Linked DNA regions of Mus musculus: region 2 is linked to region 1. The links are chromatin contacts, called in public HiChIP or PLAC-seq maps. All regions are on one chromosome and are shown on one strand. Each heading gives the region's core, a stretch centred on a gene start, on an enhancer-like site or on the middle of the called end of the contact. The rest is flanking DNA. Distances are from core to core; before and after follow the strand shown. Region 1 has its middle 8.5 kb from the start of Gm23732. Region 2 overlaps Ptprn2 (protein tyrosine phosphatase, receptor type, N polypeptide 2).

What was found. HiChIP or PLAC-seq counts read pairs in DNA pulled down with a chosen protein or histone mark.
Region 2: a contact with region 1 is called in a FOXA1 HiChIP or PLAC-seq map of pancreatic cancer cells. The contact joins two enhancer-like sites. A contact is called at or near these places in 1 of 15 datasets of contacts at CTCF or cohesin (the NIH/3T3 cell line) and 1 of 115 datasets of contacts at active chromatin or transcription factors (pancreatic cancer cells).

Annotation. Positions count from the first base shown.
Region 1 is chr12:116,180,333-116,183,222 of GRCm38.p6, forward strand. No RefSeq gene overlaps it. Among named protein-coding and RNA genes, the nearest start is that of Gm23732, 8.5 kb to the left of the region's middle. Within about 2 kb of position 1,574, at least 63 of the 459 cell types and tissues checked have an H3K27ac peak or open chromatin away from gene starts, as enhancers often do. A contact at or near this core is called in pancreatic cancer cells, where this site is marked.
Region 2 is chr12:116,579,710-116,582,414 of GRCm38.p6, forward strand. Ptprn2 (protein tyrosine phosphatase, receptor type, N polypeptide 2) reads left to right here. Exons shown (of 23, transcript NM_011215.2): 2 at 690-740. Among named protein-coding and RNA genes, the nearest start is that of Ptprn2, 95 kb to the left of the region's middle. Within about 2 kb of position 1,297, at least 51 of the 459 cell types and tissues checked have an H3K27ac peak or open chromatin away from gene starts, as enhancers often do. A contact at or near this core is called in pancreatic cancer cells, where this site is marked.

The sequences.
Region 1 (2,890 bases), core at 324-2,823:
AAGAAAAGACAGGCACATGTACTGTTGTGATTATAAAAAGATAAAGAGGTATAGGGATATGTTCTATGGGGATGTGGTGAGGGGTGGGGGAAAGGAGTGCCTCAGTGGGCCCATGCCAAGGCATCCCTTCCCCCTGAGAGACTAGCCACACAACCGTATAGTATAGAATAGAGTTTATTTAGGGCATGGATGGGGAAGGGAGTTAAGAGAATAGTAGAGGCAGAGAAAAGCAGAGAGAAGGAAAGAGTAGAGAAGTAGAGATCAGCCATGACCACGTAGAGAGAGGGAGTAAAGGAATGGGGAGAGAAGGGCAGCAAGGGGGCAAGAGGCAAGGGAGAAAAGCAGGAGTAATACACAGAGAGAGGAAGGGACAAGCAGTCCCTTTTATAGTGGGCCATGTCTATCTGGCTGTTGCCATGTAATTGAATACCAACATGTACAGAAAGGCTGGGTTCCAGTGCCCTGTATGCTCTGATGACCATCAGCCCAAAAATTCTGCACACTTATTAATACTGCTGAAGAGGACATGGGTTTATTGTATACAGCTGAAGGAAGAGGAGATGAGTTGGCTAACCTTGGAAGGAGGCCTCTGTAGGAAAGCAGTTTCAACTTGCTGTCATCCTGGAGGAAGAAGCTGTGGTTGTTCATTTCTGCCTACACTAGTTTTAGCCAAAAGTCAATCACTTCTAAAATTCATACTTGGAATGGAAGGCGTCACCATCTCCATGGGTCTGAGACATTGGGGTCCTTAACACAGCCGTGTACATGTCAATAATAAACATTCACTCTGAATGTCTTCCCTGCCCAACATATTTTCTTTGATAAAAGGTAAGTAAGCATATATCTCTCTCTATACCACTGGGCAAGGTAAAGCATGGGTCAGAATGTAGAGCTAGCTCAACTTATGGCTAAGCCTTGGAAATAGGGACTCTTTAGTTCTTCAACATGAAAATGTCTTTATAAAAGATGGCTAGCTCATAGAAAGAGTTCCTACTTACATCCTACTTATAAGAAGTAAAATACTACAACTAATGAAGCAAGGCAGACCAGGAAAGAATAAAACCCTCAAACCACATCAAATGTGGAGTTGAAACTAATGTCAGGGGACTGGGGTCTGAGGGAGTGGATATCAGAGACTCTGAATAACTTGCTTGTCATCATGTATATACAAGGCATCTGTGTATACAAAGTCACAGAGCTCAGCCATGAGTCAGCTCAGCTACCACGAGGTGTGTGGAATTATAGTTCCACTGCTGGTCACTAAGCAACAGCTTAGTCACACTACTGAACATGTTGCAGTGGCCTGAGGGTCATTGGCTGTCTAGAGCCCTATTTCCAATTTTCTGCTCACAAGGTGCCAATCATTCTGTACCCAAATAATAAACTGCCAGGGTTGTCTTGAGAAATGCTTGGCGCCTTGAGGAAAATGTTCTGTGAACACTGGAAATCTTGTGTCCCTGCCACCAGGCTCTCAGGCTCCTGCCCAGGTTTGACCACAACTTGCACTGCTTGCCTCTATGCCCAGTTTGTTATGTGAGTGCTTGAGTGGCAAGGGCTTTCCCGACTGAGTCATCAATCCATCCCCATGTTAGTTCTTACAAATGAGAGTGTCCTTAGCTATTCCAGCCTGTAGGTGATCCTCTGTGAAGGTTGCACTGACAGAAATCAATCCTATGATAGAGTACAATTGTTTTCTTATATTTGCTCCCGGCTCCCTGCTCAGTGATAATTACACTTATTCACCTTATATAGACTTACATATGTGGTTCAAAATGCATATGTGATGTGTATAAGTATAGAAGAAACTGAATCTTAATTTATCTATGTGCTTCATTTATGGGCACCTGATAGACAAGTTTTCCTTCACTTGTATCTAAACCCAGGACTTTGATTTTTAGTCTCTTGGTTCTTTCTATCTAGTGTCCAATGGAAGGTGAACAGCCAGTCTAATTTTCCTTCTTCAGAGACAAAACTCACTTTCTAATGGAATCTGAAAGGAACCCAAGAGTCAAGTGAGATTACCCATTCTGGCTTTTTTACCCATCTTACTCCAAATTCATTGTTCTAAGAGGATGGCTTAAGGGCATTGAAGGGTTAAGGGCTAAGTAAGACACAGTGGAAGTCTGACCTCAGCCCTGGCCTCCCTTAGCAGCTCTAGCTGAGTCTCTAACCTCCTTGGGATGTTTTCCTCTATGTCTAGGTCCTTCAGAATTGTCAGGTAGTTTAAATGCAATTTACCCATATAAAACATTGGCACTGTTCCCAGAATGGCTGAGAACTAGATAATAGTAAGCTTTACTCTATGTGTTCTGAAGGACACTTTCAGTCTGTGGTTAGATAATGTATTAGAGAGAGAGAGAGAGAGGAAGGAAGGAAGGAAGGGAGGAAGGAAGGAAGGAAGGAAGGAAGGAAGGAAGGAAGTAGGGAGGGAGAGAGGGAGGGAGGGAGGGGAGGAAGGGAGAGAGGGGAGGGAGGGAGGGAGGGGAAGGGAGGGGAGGAGGAAGGAGGAGATGGAGGGGGAGGAGGAGGTGGAGAGAGAGAGAGAGATAGAAAGAGAGAGAGAGAAGACAGACAGACAGACAGACAGACAGACAGACAGACAGAAAGAAAGAAAGAAAGAAAGAAAGAAAGAAAGAAAGAAAGAAAGAAAGAAAGAAAGAAAGAAAACAAATCCGCAAGTACATTTGTCCCTGGTCATGAACAAGAAATCTACATACTAGTGAAAAAAGGACCCAGGCTTGCTGTTTCTGAGAAAACAACAAACATTAGCCCAGAATTAGGGCAATGTCTTTAAAAGGCTGCTCTTCAGGAGCTTTCTTGGTAGTTTTCTCCTGGGAGGGAGCAGAGTGCCCAGCTCCAGCATGAGGGGGCAGGGTGGGAATAGATCATG
Region 2 (2,705 bases), core at 47-2,546, 400 kb after region 1:
GGTGGCTACAGATTACATCCAGTTGCTCTGTGAGTACATTTGCTTTGGTCCCCTGTTTTATGGGAGGCTATCAGGCTCTGTTTCCACTGTGAGAGAGGCTAGCCACCTTGGTGGCTTTAGTGAAGTCTCCTCTGAATGCCTCCATTCTTTTGACACTCACCAAGCCTCTGTTTCTCTTTGCATGACCTTTCCTTCTTTGTCATTGTCCCCATGCAGAGGCACATAACCAGTCTCCATGGAGTCATGAGAAATCAGGATCTCAGAATCCTTCTTAGTGTGCACAGTTGGATTAGGTCCAGAGGTCTGGCCCATTTCTGGTATTGTGTATACTTCTGTCCATGATGCTGCTGTGAGCTCAGTCTCAAGCCCTGACTTCCCTGGGTGGGCAGTTTAGAAATGCTGTGAGGCTAGAGGGGGCATATCTGCATAGATAGATGGCCATGCCAAGGACATGGCCTCTCTCTGATGTGAACTTGAAGGCACAGGACATGCCACCAATCCTCCTGATAGACAGGTTGTCCAGATCATACAGAGGTCTGTTAGAATGGCTTCAGAATAATCCAGCACCATCACGAAGAAGCAGATCCAAGGAGTCTGTATGGGGGTGGGGAGGGTTTTTTTTTTTTCAAGCCTCCAAGGCCATTGGTTTCTCTGTCACTGACTTCTTTCTCTTCTGTCTTTTTATCTAGGATGCTTGTTTGAGGATGGCTTGTGTGGATCACTGGAGACCTGTGTGAACGGTGAGTACGGATTATGCTTGGGGCATTGCTGAAGTTTTGGATCTGTTTCTTCTGCTGTGGACTAGAGGGTGGCTTCCACACCTTTGATCTGAAGGACGCAGAGCTTTTTGTCTTTGGGTGCTAGGGATAGGGAGAGAGTTCTTACTCACAGATGTGTGTCTCAGTGCCTATCAGCCTCAGTCCCTGAGTGTAGGCCTGTTCTTCAGGAGGAAGGGGCATTGTTGGTGATGGACTCTGGTGGTAAGGAAGAAAGAATGAACCTGAGTCTAGTGTGCTGGCATTCCTCAGTGCTAGCTCTACTTGGCCCCCTGCCCCCAGCCTGTGCTTGATGCCTGCACATTTTCTGTTTTCATGGCTTCATGTTGATCTCACAGGAAGTCCTTCCTAGGGCTAGCTCCTGGAAATGTTGGATGAGTAGCTGTCAACAGGAAGGGGAGTGGCCAAAGACTTCTCAAATGAAGAAAATGACTTTGTGTGTGTTTAATGGGTGCCAAGTTCTGGGTAGTTTGCTGTTTGAACAAGGGGAGAGGTGGAGATAATGCTGGAAGGTCACAGTTATGTGTTTCAGAGTGAGACTGGGTGTGTAGTAGCCCTCTGGAACCCCAGGCAGGTTGACAAAGCACACACTCTTTCTTCTTAGCTTACTGCCTGCCCGTCTTTAGCTTGTACGTGGGGAAGGGGAGCCTCCTCCTGCAGCTGCTGCTAATTCTGAGCTGCCACAGATGCCCTCGTACTCTTAAGTGGCCCTGCATAGCCAAGGGTGCCCTACTTGCCCCAGGCCAAGCCCCTCCTTGAGTGCAAATGTCAAGCTTTGTCTGTCCGAAACACTAAACCAAGTGCTTTGGGGCCATGCCGAGGGCCAGCCCTGTGGCCTAGATCAGGAATCTCAGTTAGGGAGGACTGTATGTGTGTGTGTCTGAGCTGGCAGCAGGGGCCAGCAGGGAAGGGCAAGAGCTGGCCCTGGGAAGAAAGGAGAGCAGAATGCCAACCGTCTCCATCTCGGTTTTGTGCTTGCTTTCTGCAGGACGATTTCTGTGATGGGCCAGGCCAGGACCATGTGCCTTGGCTGGCAGGACCCTGACCCCCTGAGCTGGACTTTGTGCTGCTTTGGGGAGATAGCATTAAGTAGATTATCTTAAAAGTATCTTCTCAGCTAAATATGGTCAATTTATACTCACCAAGCTCTGATGATGAAGGACGCAGTGTGTGTGTGTGTGTGTGTGTGTTCAGTCTAACCAGAGACATAGCACTAATGACAGCAGACACAACTTTCCCTCTTCCCTCTGCAGAAAGAAAGTCTAAAAGTGAACCAGAATCATTCTTTGGTTTATTTTCTTCCCCCAACTCCAACTTGCCTTCCTAACCTTCAGTGAAAGATGCATTATTAAGATAATAGCCTTCTATTCTTTGGGAAAGAAAAGCAATTTAAATGTAAATATAGATATTCAGGTCTTGGTGTAAGGGAACAGACAGTATTTGACACCTTTTTTTCTAGTGCAGCTAGGTCTGGGAAATGGCAAGGCAGGCTGCCCAAGTGCTGCAGGCTGGGTGTTTGCTGTGGCTGACAGGAGTCCTAAGAAATATAACATCCTGTTGTTGCTGGCCTGGATTTACTGTTGTCATGGTGACTGTATAATTCATCCTGCTAGCTGGTGGAGCAGAGAGGTGTGGCCAGTCTCAGTGAAGATGGACAGGTGGCCATGGGGCAGGGTGTGGAATGGAGTCCAGGATGCCTGCATTCATATGTGGGGGGTCTCTTTAATTCATGACTCCTTTTCCTGAGATGAGGCAGGCATATATAGTCTTATTAGCTCATTAAAAAAAAGCATATAGCATTTTTAAATATAATAAAAAAATTAAAGTGCTTGGGTGGAATGAGATAATTTATAAAGAATATGAAAAGTTAAACATAGTCAGTTTAAAAAAGAAGTCATATTAAAAAGGAGAACGCAAAGGAAATGGAAA